Linked DNA regions of Mus musculus: region 2 is linked to region 1. A link is a contact called in public HiChIP or PLAC-seq data. All regions are on one chromosome and are shown on one strand. Each heading gives the region's core, a stretch centred on a gene start, on an enhancer-like site or on the middle of the called end of the contact. The rest is flanking DNA. Distances are from core to core; before and after follow the strand shown.

Region 1 (6,595 bases), core at 3,480-5,979:
CAGGTATCACTGAACAAATTCATATGAATGTTTGAACGCCCAAGGCCTAGTCTTGCAGAACCCTTTGAGTTTTCAGGAATATTGCAAACACAAATTGTCTTTAACAGATAATGTGGCAGGGAAACTTTAAACACCACGGATTTCTGTAGCTGTCAGGGCCGGTGACCTTCATATCTATGCCATCCCTGTGGTATTTCATCTACCCCATCCCTTTCCTCACTTTTCCATGCAACGTCAGTGTTTACTACTGATTTAATTTGTTTAATATTGTGTCTGTGTCCCTGTATATACACAAACGTGTGTGCATGAGCATGTGTGTGTGTGTGAGTGATGTAAGTGTGTGTATGTGTGTGTGTGTGTGTGACAGTGTGATGTGAGCACAGGGCATGCATATAATGGCAGTCAGAGTATCAGTTTGTGAAGTTGGTTCTCTCCTTCCACCTTCTTTGTGGAGATTGAACTCAGGTGCCCAGCTTGCTACTGCTCTGTATGCAGCTTTACCTGTTGAGCCTTGTTGTTTTCCTTTGTTGCTATGTGTTAAAAACTTAATTCTAACATGCATCAGTGTTTTGCCTACAAGTATGTATGTATACCACATGTGTGTCTGCTGCCTATGGGAGGTCACAATAAGGGTGTTGGGTCCCCTAGAACTAGAGTTAATGATTGTAAACCTCTATGTGTTTCCTGGGAATAGAAACCTAGTCCTCTTCAAGAACAAGGGCTCTTAACCACTGAGCCTCAATATGCATGTAATTTACATATCTGTTGTGCATGCATATGTGTGTGTGTGTGTTTGTGTTTTCTAGATTAGATATTCTTCATGGGTTCTCTGCAACAAGTACTCGTAAGGACTACTGATCCATCTGTTCAGACCTAAGCTGCTGCTTCTGCTTCCTCTTCCTCTTCCTCCTCTTCCCCTTCCCCTTCCTCCTCCTCCTCTTCTCTTTTCTCTTTTCTTCTTCTTCTTCTTCTTCTTCTTCTTCTTCTTCTTCTTCTTCTTCTTCTTCTTCTTCTTCACCATAAAAAAAAAAAAAAAAAAAAAAAAAAAAAGGATCCCACTGTGTAGCCCAGGCTGGCCTAGAACTTGAGGATCTGCTCTGGTCTTGGTATCCCAAGTCCCAGGGTTATAGAAATGTGCCTCTCTCACCCAGCTGTTAAAGTTCTAAATGCTTTTTTGTAATGAAATGTGGTAAGGTTTTGCTGAGCATTGTAAATGAAATATTGTGATTTCCCAGAACATTATACTATGGTGTTCAGCTTTTTATTGTGTTTCTTTATAGAAATTAAATAAAGCCCACAAAGGACTTTGGGGGGGAGTGAAGGGTGTCCCACAGAGGCATACTTTTAGAGACTTGCTTAATCCTTCAAAATGTGTTTGCGATTTTTTTTTTTAACAAATTCCTCCCTTTGACCTACAGATTTTCTATAACAGGCAAAAGCCGGATTTTAGCTAATCCTTGTTTTGATAATAGCTTACTGGTACAAGCAACCACAGAAGAAATATTTCAAAATTAAATATTATAATCTCATAAGCCTTTCAGGCTTACACTTTAAAATCTCCATATTCCCCACAAAGAGATCTTGTAGGAGCTGGAAAGCTTACGGCCACAGAGGATGGCTTAAGACAAATTGGGTGTGTACATACAAAAGCTGGAGGTAGGTTACAGAAGTATGCATGCATGCTTGACCTACTGATCATCAAGTAAGAAGAATTCAATTTGTAGTCAAACATAAAAAGAGTAATAACAGGTTCTAGCACTGCCTAGTTCAGAACATGTCTTACTGGGCTTGACAATCCACATTCAAGAGCTGGGGACATAGCTCAATTGGCAGAGTGCTTGTCTAGTGTGGTAGTTTGAATAGGTTTGGCCCCATAGATTTATGTGTTTGAATGCTTGGCCCATAGGAGTGGCACTATTAGGAGGTGTGACCTTGTTGGAGAAGGTGTAGCCTTGCTGAAGGAAGTATGTCACTGCAGAGGTAGGTTTTAGGTTCTCCTATGCTCAAGCTCTGCCCAGTGTGGAAGGAATCCAGTCTCCTCCAGGCTGCCTTCTGATCAAGATGTAGAACTCTTACCTCCTCTAGCACCAAGTCTGCCTGCCCAAAGTCATGCTTCCTGCCATGATGATAATGATCTGAACCTCTGAAACTGTAAGCCAGCCCCAGCTCTATGTTTTCCTTTATAAAAGTTGCTTTGGTCATGGTGTCTCTCCACAGTCATTGAAACCTTAATTAAGACATTTAGCATGCGTGAAGGCGGAGTCCCATCCCCAGTACTGCATAACACAGGTCTGGTGATGCAAGTCTGTCATCCCAGCACTCAAGAGGAAGAGGCAGGAGACCCACAAGCTTTAAGTCATCCCTAGCTGCCTAGCAAGCTTGAGGCTATGTTTGAGCTCCATAAGACCTAATCTAAAGAAAACAAAATTTACATTCACATCTAAAATTCTTCCTTCCAAGATTTCTCTTCATAGACCAAGGTCTTCCTGTGGTGAATATTGAATATTCTATATATTCTATTTATGATTCTAATTTCATTGTTCCCCTTTCTTTAAGGAAATACACTCACTTCAAGTTTTCGGCAAAATGGAGTATTTTTGATACTGAATTTCCTTTAGCTGTATTGGCCAGTGATGGTCAGAACTCTATTGTCTTCCCTGGGTCCCCCTTTATTCTTTCGTAATGTGGTTGTCAATTAGTGAGCATAGTCTGTCTACAGATGTGACAATAATGAAAGCACACAAAGACTGATGAGAAGCCACCTGATGTGGCCAGCAGAAGGCAGCTGGCATTGATGATAAATACAATGAATCATTTTTGAAGGAAACTAGACCTTCATGCTCCATAGTGGGGCAAACAGCCATGCAAATCAGAGAATCAAACATACTCCTGACCTTGAGGGACTGAGAGGTTATAAAGATCAAAATAAGAGGAGATCTCTCATCACACCACAGGCAATGTCAACAGAGAAATCTCTTAGCCACTTCAGTGAAGGTTAGAGAGAGAAGTATTTTGAAAATGGAAACTGTCCTGTTTAAAATAGATGGAAAGACAATGGCTTGTTGCTTGGTGGCACCTGCTTACACTTCACTCGTTAGAACGTGACTGTCAGGTAGAAGTGTAAGATAAGCCGATGCCTGCCTGCTTCAAGACTTCTGAGTAGCCACATCTAAACCCGAGCAAAGGCAGTGAATGGGAAAATGGTTGGATAGCAGACACTAGGCTGAGGTTAGGAGCAAGGAGCTCTGGTACACCACAGCAGAGTGCTGACAGACAGTTATGTGCTGTGAGTCACAAAAGGCCAGAGGAAAGGATGTTCACCGTAAAGAAATTATGTAGAGGCTGGAGAGATGGCTCAGAGGGCAAAGAACTTGTCAAACAAGACTGACAACCTGGGTTTAATCTCCAGAACCCAGGGAGAGGTGGAAGGAGAGAACCAAGTCTACAAAACTGTCCTCTAATGTACCCACTCCATACACACATCATGAACACAATAAAGATTAAAATAAGGAACTTAAAAAATATATTTATTTATTATTATATGTAAGTACATTGTAGCTGTCTTCAGACACACCAGAAGAGGGAGTCAGATCTTGTTACAGATGGTTGTGAGCCACCATGTGTTTGCTGGGACTTGAACTCTGGACCTTCGGAAGAGCAGTCGGGTGCTCTTACCCACTAAGCCATCTCACCAGCCCAGGAACATTTTTAAAAGACAAGTGGTAATATGTATTCGAGGAGATACCACATAGCCTATACATACAGGGAACATTATGGGGTAGCCCATTAATGTGTAAAATGTTTATGTGCTTATAAATTAAAAGTTTTTTTTTGTTTTTTTGTTTTTTGTTTTTTGTTTGTTTGCTTTTAGCTGAGGTTGGGGCTAGAGAGATGGCTCAGCAGTTAAGAGTATCGGCTACTCCTGTGGAGTTTTTAAGTTCAGTTCTCAGGACCCATGTACCAGCTCAGACTGTCTGTAACTCCAGGTCCAGGGGATCCAACATCCTCTTCTAGGCACCACTGGTATTGGGTAGATTCATACTCTTATAGAGACACAGGAAAAGCACTCATGGCCATAAAATAGAAAGAAATAATAGCCTAAAAGCTAATATTGCAACTTATTTCTCTAGCCTCAGCAAATATCTAGAAAACAGGTCTGTGATTTTATTAAACTGATTTTGCCTTAAAATAGATATAATTAAAGTAAGCTAATAATTTAATTTGAAAAAGTACATACAGGAGAAATCAACTTTAATATATCTTGATTAACCATACACACGATATTATTTTAAAATACAATTTAAGAATTAGTCACTAGATAGTTTGTAAAGTCTTCAAAATCAGTATATATTTTACACATACCCCATGTCTCAGTCCAGACTAACCTTACTTAAGGTAGATCAATAAACTCTGTGGGGCCAGTATTCCCACGGGAAACACGGCTAACCTAGAACTGTCAACCCAGAGGGGACTCTGTGTCCTACAACTCAAACTTAATGGAGATTTGTGGTATTTCACTTCCTTGCTCCATTTCCACCTGCCATGGCCAGAAACCTGGAACAGACAGGAAGGGAACAGTTTCTTTACATTTAGAAAGGTTTGGGATTTCCAAGGATGATCAGGGAACCCTTGTATCATCTGAGGAATTTAGGGACCTGAGAGAAGTCCTTTGTCAAAAGCAGGCTTTCTTTGTGATGGATCTGAAGCATTCTTTGCATTCTGGGGAATTTGATTTATGTTCTGGCAAACAGCTCTGCTGTCCTTGCGAGGCCTGGGCCTGGCTGTTTGCGCTGTGTCCTCTGTAGTTTGGATTGAAAGGAATTCATCCTTCAGCCCACGCCACCTTTCTTATCTGGGACTACCTGAAATAATGCCCCTCGGAAGCATTTCCTTCTGCCTCTGGTCTCCTTTAAAGGGCCCCGGCTCTTCCTTGAGAGTGGAAGTGAGAACAATGGATTCCATCTCTCTGGTGTTTGGACTTTTTCAAAGCCGACTCACAGGCACCACACTCTGCAGTCGGCCAGGATTGGCACTTTCATGAGGAACTGACTGAAAACTGAAAAATCTCAGCGATCTGACCAGTCTCTGGCAAAGGTTTTCACATTTCAGTATGCAAAGGGATCTATGAGGGTGCCCAGAGCGGGGGCAGTTTTCAAAATTAATTAATTAATTATTTATATTTTTTTCCTGAGACAGGATCATGTTATGTAGATCATGCCATCTTGAACATGCATGTCCTGTTCGTCTGTTTGTTTGTTGTAAAATTAACGTTAGACGCATCTAGGAAGAGGAAACATCCGATTGGCGAGCTTGGTAGGCATTTTCTTGGTTAACGACTGATGTGGGAGGGGCCAGATCACTGCGAGCAGTGCCACTGGGCACCAGGGCAGGTGATCATGAGCCAGAAAGCAGCATCCCTCCATGGCCTCTGCGTCAGGTCCAGCCTCCAGGCTCCTGCTTTGAGTTCCTGCCCTATGTCCCTCAGTGATGGCTAGCTGTGAAGTGAAAAAAAACCTTTTTCCTCCACAATTGGTTTTTGGTTTGGTTTGGTTTGGTTTGGTTTGGTTTGGTTTGGTTTGGTTTGGTTATAGTCTCTGTCACAGCAGTAGAAACCTAACTGGACATTGTGCGTTCTGTGTAACACTGGCACCCTTAAACTTACATCTTTCTACCTTCTCAAGTGCTAGGCTTACAGGTGTTGCGCTGCCATGACCATAGGAAGAACAGATTTGTCTCCTCTTCCTCCTTCTCCTCCTCTTCCTCCTTCTCCTCCTCTTTCTCCTTCTCCTCCTCTTCCTCCTTCTCTTCTTCCTCCTTTTTCTCCTCTTCCTCTCCTCCTCTTTCTTCTTCCTCTTTCTCTTATCATCGTCGTCATCACCATCCTCATCCTCATTAGCCGCGGCGGCGGCAGTGTTATTATTATTAATTTTTTAAAGAAAGGGTCTCACTGTATAGCTCAGGCCGGCCTGGGATTCCCGTACTGATGAGTCTGCCCTTGAGCTCACAGAGCTCCGTCTGCCTCTGGCTCCTGAGTGGTGGGATGAAAAGTTTGTGCCACCACACCCGATATGGAAGTTTATTTTTAACAAGCTCGTCTGCCGCTTCTGAGCCGGGTGCCCTTCCCCCGCCCCCCCCCCTTACAGTTCAGAAACACTGGTGAGGGCTGGAACCCAGGTTCCCAGACCTTGAACTCATTGCTTTGTGCCTAGCCTTGCATTTTACCACGAGCTTGGGTTCGGTTTCTTTGGCTCGGTAGAGGGTTTGCCTGGACAACGTGAAATCCGGAGTGTCTGTTTGTGGGAAGGTTTTCTGGACACGTGTTTATAGAATGAGAGCAGTGTGGGCGCTAAATGGAAACACTGAGCACCACAAGAGGAGCAATTTGCTACTGACCTTTCTTGTCTACACACACTCAAGGTTTTAGGGTTTTTTGTTGTTATTCATTAACTTTATTTTTAATTGGTAAGGCTTCTTCTTCTTCTTCTTCTTCTTCTTCTTCTTCTTCTTCTTCTTCTTCTTCTTCTTCTTCGATAAGTTAGAAAATACAGCTAAGCAAAAACTTACCCATAAACCCAGAAATCCTCACTATCTTAAT
Region 2 (6,235 bases), core at 1,473-3,972, 930 kb before region 1:
GCAACGAGAAGCCACCTGTCAACTCTGTAAAGCAAGAGAGTAAATCAAGATTTAAAGTGAATAGGGGGGCTGGTGAGATGGCTCGGTGGGTAAGAGCACCCGACTGCTCTTCCGAAGGTCCAGAGTTCAAATCCCAGCAACCACATGGTGGCTCACAACCATCCGTAACAAGATCTGACTCCCTCTTCTGGTGTGTCTGAAGACAGCTACAGTGTACTTACATATATACATAAATATATATATACATACATAAATAAAAAGTCTTTAAAAAAAAAAATAAATAAAGTGAATAGGGGCCGGGCGTGGTGGTGCACGCCTTTAATCCCAGCACTTGGGAGGCAGAGGCAGGTGGATTTCTGAGTTCGAGGCCAGCCTGGTCTACAAAGTGAGTTCCAGGATAGCCAGGGCTATACGGGCTATACAGAGAAACCCTGTCTCCAAAAACAAACAAACAAATAAAACAAATAAACAAAACAAAACAAAAAGATTCCTGGAACTGGAGTTAAAGTTAATTGTGAGCTGCCATGTAGGTGCTAAGAATCGAACTCGGGTCCTCTGGAGGAGTAGCAAGTGTTCTTAGTCATTGAGCCTTCTCTCCATCCTTGTAACCCACCTTTCCAATGTCCTCATTGAGTTATTTGGTAAATGTCTTTCTCTTTTCCTTCATCTCTTCCTTCCTTTTTGTCTTTCCTTATTTATGTTGATATACATACATGGGTGCCTTTGTGTATGTAGCAGCCAGAGGTCAAAAACTGGGTCTCTTCTTCAGTTGCTCTCCTCCTTACTGTTTTGAGACAGGAGCTCTTATTGAATGGGGCTTACCTAGGCTGACTAGCAATGAGCCCCAGGGATTCTTCTGTCTGTCTCACTGGCTTTGGAGAGTTACAGGAACATATTGCCACATCCTTTAAAACAAACGAAAACTAACCTAGCCTTTTAGGGTCTCACTATGTATCCCTGGCTGGCTTGGAACTCCATATGTAGACCAGGTTGGCCTAGAAACTCAATATATAGAGCAGGTTGGTCTGGACTCAGAGATCTGCGTCTTGAGTGCTGGCACTAAGTCATGGGCACCACACCTGGCAATCCTCACTCGTCTTTTTATGGAGGTGCAGGGGATATGAACTGAGGTCCTCTTGCCTGCACAGCAAGCATTGCTGACCAAGCCATCTCTCAGGTCCCCCTGATTCATGTCTTTCTTTTGTTTCTTTCTTTTGCAAGTTCAAGCAACTGCTTCTGCATTGGAGCACATTAATTCGGGCAATGCTTCCTAAGCCATTTGGCTCTGAATAAAGTACCTCTGAATCACCATGTTTTGAATCACCTGTGGTGCCAATGTGGGCCCTGAGGACAGCCCATCCCATTAGAAGAGTTACTCATACTGGTGCCAGGTACCAATGCAAGCCTTGTCTGTCCAGCCATACACACTGTCTTTTCAAGTGAATATCAGTGACTTCTTTATAGGACCCAGACCCCCCTGTTGTCTCAACTGATGGCCCACTGGTTCATTCATTCCTTTTAGTAAGAGCTGGGGCTTAATACCAATATTTTAATACAGACTTAAGCATGAGAGTTAAGAGGTGCTCAGAAAGTAAGAAATGTGTGTGGATTTCTTTTCTTTCTTTTTTTAAAGCTAATCCTTTTTTTTCCCCTCTTTTAAAGACTTCTTTATTTATTATATGTGAGTACACTGTAGCTATCTTCAGTCACTCCATAAGAGGGCATTGATCCCATTACAGATGGTTGTGAGCCACCATGTGGTTGCTGGGATTTGAACTCAGGACCTTTGGAAGAGCAGTCCGTGCTCATAACCGCTGAGCCCTCTCTCCAGCCCACATGTGGATTTCTTAAAGAAAAGTCTCACCTCATTTGTTTATTCTGAGCTAGCTGTTTGAAACCCCTTTCATTTGTTTTCAGATAATAGCATTTCAATAGCATTTGGCTTTTCCCTCCCACTATACCTGATATTTAGTCCTTCATTTTTCCTTTCTCTTCTCCTGTTTGATGTAGATAAAGATTATCGATTCTGAATGCCTGATCATAAAGACACCAAAGATAAGAGATACTTCAGTCTAACTGGTTAGAGATGTCAGGAGGTCTATCCAAGATGTGCGATGGCTTTAAGACAATGTATTTCCTCCTTGAATTGGGTTAGTCAGGAAGATATACAAAAGGGAACAATCCCTCAGGTTCCATAAATGTACAGGATACACTTGAGGTACAGTGGGGAAGAGGTGGTACCCAGCCGGTTTTACATTGTGTAGTTACAGTAACTCAATTTCCAAGTCTTAAAAAAAAAAAAAAAAAATGAAGAAAATTTTAAAACTCAAGCAAGTTTTCTTCCCCCCTCCCTGCACCAAATTAGAAGTCCTAGGTAACAGAATCAAAGATCCAAAATGGGCAGACTAACTGGAATTTTAAAACTTCCAGAAATAGCAGGAGGTATGAAGTATAAAGATTTTTATCGCAGATATAAAGGAGGAAGCAGGCAGAGGGAAGATCCAGGCGAAAACATGGCTGGCCCACTAAACCAGACCCTTAGAGAGGAGAGGAGGTAGAGGGAGAGCGAGAAGGGCTGCTGACCCAGAGAGGTGGTTCAGGCCGAGAAGCCAAGAGGGCAGGGCAACCAAAATGGCTGAATTTATACAGTGTCAGGCTGGAGGACGAGAAGCGGAAGCACCGCCCCTGGGAGTGAAAGGTAGGGAGTAGGATGAGATGCTCAGGAAGGTGCCGCAGCCCGGAAGCCAGCAGTCGCTGCTTTGATATGTTAATAGACGCCTCGGCCGCTGGTCCCTAACAAAGATGACACAATTGCAATTTACAAAAATTAGTGTTTGGAAACGATCAAAATAACCATAGGCCATTAATTCAAACTTTTGGAGGCTGTATCGTAACTAAAGGTTACGATAACTAACCTAACGTAACTAAAGGTAACTCTGGGGAAATCTTGAGTTTTCTCAAGTGAGATTCTCATTTGTCCACTGATCTTGCCACTTCCTCCTTTCCGATCCACTCTTTCCACTCTAGTAATCCACAGAACTCTTCATCAGAGGAAAACATTTACACAGCCCATGAAAATAAAGCCTAGCGGAAAGGGGGACCCTGATACCATCTGTATTCCCTGAGAAAAACTGGGCCAAAAAAATGTGATTATGAGATTTCCTGAGTCATCGGGACCTGCTGGGATCTGCTAAAGAATTTCCCGGGCCAGCACACTATTGACTTACAAAACAGGATTTTCTCACTTTTATAAGACATTTCCATTTGTAATGACTTCGCTAAAGATTAGCTCTTAAAACAGGAACTCACACTTGACCTTTCACAGGGGCCCTGTTATAGCTCAGCTATATAGAAATATAAAGCTCACGGTGAGAAACCGTTTTCCTTATCAAAGGTAGCAAGCCTGGCAAGGGCTTGTATTTCCTTCCCCTTCCCTTTTGCTACGTTAGCCAATCACCTCAGATCGTGAAGTGGCGCTTCCTTCAATGGAGGGAGACTCAGATACCATCTCCTTTAGGGATAAAAGAAGGAAGGCATTTTGGCCCCCTTGTTCTCCCAAGCCTGGCTTAGGCTCTGGTGCATACTTTTTACAAGAGGAGTTGCCATGCCGAGCCTCTTTCCCTTCGTTTGAGTATTATTTTATGCAACATCAAGGTTGCTCTTTGTTTCTACCTTGCTTTTAAGAGGTACCTGTCTCTCACGCTGTCTCTGTTGTTAAACGTAATGAACAACATCTCAAGCCTTCAGAGGTTTTGCATCTTTATGCTTTGGTCTCCTTTATTCCCCATGCCCCAGGTGCCACCTTTCCAAGCCCAAGACAGCCCAGCCCAGCTTCCTTCTTCCCTGTCCTTCATTACCCCACACATCACCTTCCTTAACATCTTTCTCCCATTCTCATGATCCCTTTTCTAGCTCCAGAGTCTAGAGACATAAATGCAGACACATATATATATAATACGTACATTTATATATAGAACCTCCACATATGAGAGAAAGTATGTGGCGCTTGTCTTTTTCAGTCTGGCTTATTCAGTTTTTAACATAACGGTTTCCACTTTTCCTGCATATGCCATATTGTATGTTTGTTTATGACCTCAAATCACTCTGTAGCTGAGCTTGACCCTTGAACCTCTTGCTCCCCCTTCCAAGTGCTAGCATTACAGAGCTGTGCCGCCACGCATGCCTGGTTGGTTGTTGGGTTTCAGACTGAGATGAGGGCTGAATGAAGCACATATCTTACTTACTGAAGCAGACCTGACCTCTGGGCCTCCTCAGCTTCCCTCAGCCTGTACTTGGTTTATCCAATCTTCCACCCTGACCTTCCCAACCCAGGAGGTGGGCTCCCCTTCTGCCCCACAGACTCTTTCCTATATAATCCAGACATTTTGGTCTCTAAACCTCTTTTTCTCCTCCCCCGACTTTCTCTCCCCGCCCCCACCTGTCCTCTGTCTCCTTCCCCAGTTAACTTCCCTGGCCTCTTTCCTTGGGGCCAGCCAACTTGCCCGCACAGAGAGCGGTTTCCCAATAAACCTGCATATATAAAATCTGGCTTGAACTGGCTCATTTTACTGGCAGAGAAATATTAATGGTGATAGGAATAAAACCCAGTGCTTGGTGCAGGTTAAGCTTCACTCTGCCAAGTGAACGACAGCTTTAGCCCTTACCAGTTTTAATATCAGCAATGGAACAGGAATCCTATTTTACAAAGTATTTTTCTACCTGGGGCATTCTGGAACTATTTTAGTACATACATGTCTAAACTTACCTATACAATTTTGGCCTATCGTACAGAATTTTATTATGCTGACAACCTTCAGTCCTTCTGATCAATAGTAAAATAGTGATTTTTTAAAAATCAATAATTAAAGCCGGGCGAGGTGACACACGCCTTTAATCCCAGCACTCGGGAGGCAGAGGCAGGCGAATTTCTGAGTTCGAGGCCAGCCTGGTCTACAAAGTGAGTTCCAGGACAGCCAGGGCTACACAGAGAAACCCTGTCTCCAAAAACCAAAAACTAAAACAAAAACAAAAACCCAAGCAGACACCTATGCCAAAGGGAAATTTTTTATATATTTTTTATTTTTTTGGTTTTTTGAGACAGGATTTTCTCTGTATAGCCTCAGGTTGGCCTCGAACTCAGAAATCAGCCTGCCTCTGCCTCCCAAGTGCTGGGATTAAAGGCATGTGCCACCACTGCCAAAGGGAAACATTTTTACACACTATCATTACAAGGTATCTTTAAGTGGTAACTGAAGCTTCCGAGTTAATTTGAGACTTTTTTTCTTCCATTTTACTTAAATAAGTATGTGCATATTTCTCAATTATATGAGCCTTGGAGGTGTTCCATAGTACAACTCGAGTCAGTCCAGGGAATGGTGGTACATTTTTAATTCCAGCCTTGGGTAGGATGAAACAGGAAGATGCCTGCGGCGCTATTATTTGGTACTATGTTCTACTGAGAGAAGTATTCTGCCTTTTAAATGGTTGCTGGAGCACAAACTCGGGCCTTTGGTCTCGTGCAGCATATACTCTCCCCACTCAGTTTGTCTGTCTCCAGCCATAGGTCCAGACTCTTTAACCAGTTTATACAGAAATAATTTAAGTCCCTGCGCGTGTGCATGTGGTCGCCTGCTCTCAGGGACCTAGCAAATGCTTACACCTGCTGCCATTACCCGCCCACCGATGCTGTCATTAGGTGCACTAGGTGCGGTGCGCTGTGGCTAAAAAGGGCCTGCTTTCCCACCCCAAGGCTCTCTCCCGCCCACTTTGTTCTTGGACTCCTCTCTTCCTCCCTCTTCCCCCTCCCCCACCCCATCCCACCCACCCCCGCGCGCTCATGGTTCTGTCTCCACTATCCCTTCCTCACTCCTCTCTCCTCCCTTAGTAAACCCCTTTTACACCAGATCTGTTACATGGAATAAGTTCTTCGAGGTGAACCTTGGATGGGCCTATCAAAGGTACCCCCTCCCACACTGTATTTCTTTCTTTCTCTCTCTTTCTTTCTCTTTCTTTCTTTCTTTCTTTCTTTCTTTTTTTTTTAAGATTTATTTATTATTATACATAAGTACACTGTAGCTGACTTCAGACACACTAGAAGAGGGCATCAGATCTCATTACGGGTGGTTGTGAGTCACCATGTGGGTGCTAGGATTTGAACTCAGGACCTTTAGGAAGAGCAGTCAGTGCTCTTACCCGCTGAACCATCTCACCAGCCCCGCATTGTATTTTGAAACAG

Evidence for each region. HiChIP or PLAC-seq counts read pairs in DNA pulled down with a chosen protein or histone mark.
Region 2: a contact with region 1 is called in an H3K27ac HiChIP or PLAC-seq map of embryonic stem cells, with 8 times the contacts expected there. The contact joins two enhancer-like sites. A contact is called at or near these places in 3 of 39 promoter capture datasets (hematopoietic stem and progenitor cells, hippocampal neurons and pre-B cells), 1 of 484 Hi-C or Micro-C datasets (Sertoli cells) and 1 of 115 datasets of contacts at active chromatin or transcription factors (embryonic stem cells).

Annotation. Positions count from the first base shown.
Region 1 is chr12:71,812,190-71,818,784 of GRCm38.p6, reverse strand. No RefSeq gene overlaps it. Among named protein-coding and RNA genes, the nearest start is that of Daam1, 16 kb to the left of the region's middle. Within about 2 kb of position 4,729, at least 14 of the 459 cell types and tissues checked have an H3K27ac peak or open chromatin away from gene starts, as enhancers often do. A contact at or near this core is called in embryonic stem cells, where this site is marked.
Region 2 is chr12:72,742,143-72,748,377 of GRCm38.p6, reverse strand. No RefSeq gene overlaps it. Among named protein-coding and RNA genes, the nearest start is that of Ppm1a, 16 kb to the left of the region's middle. Within about 2 kb of position 2,722, at least 29 of the 459 cell types and tissues checked have an H3K27ac peak or open chromatin away from gene starts, as enhancers often do. A contact at or near this core is called in embryonic stem cells, where this site is marked.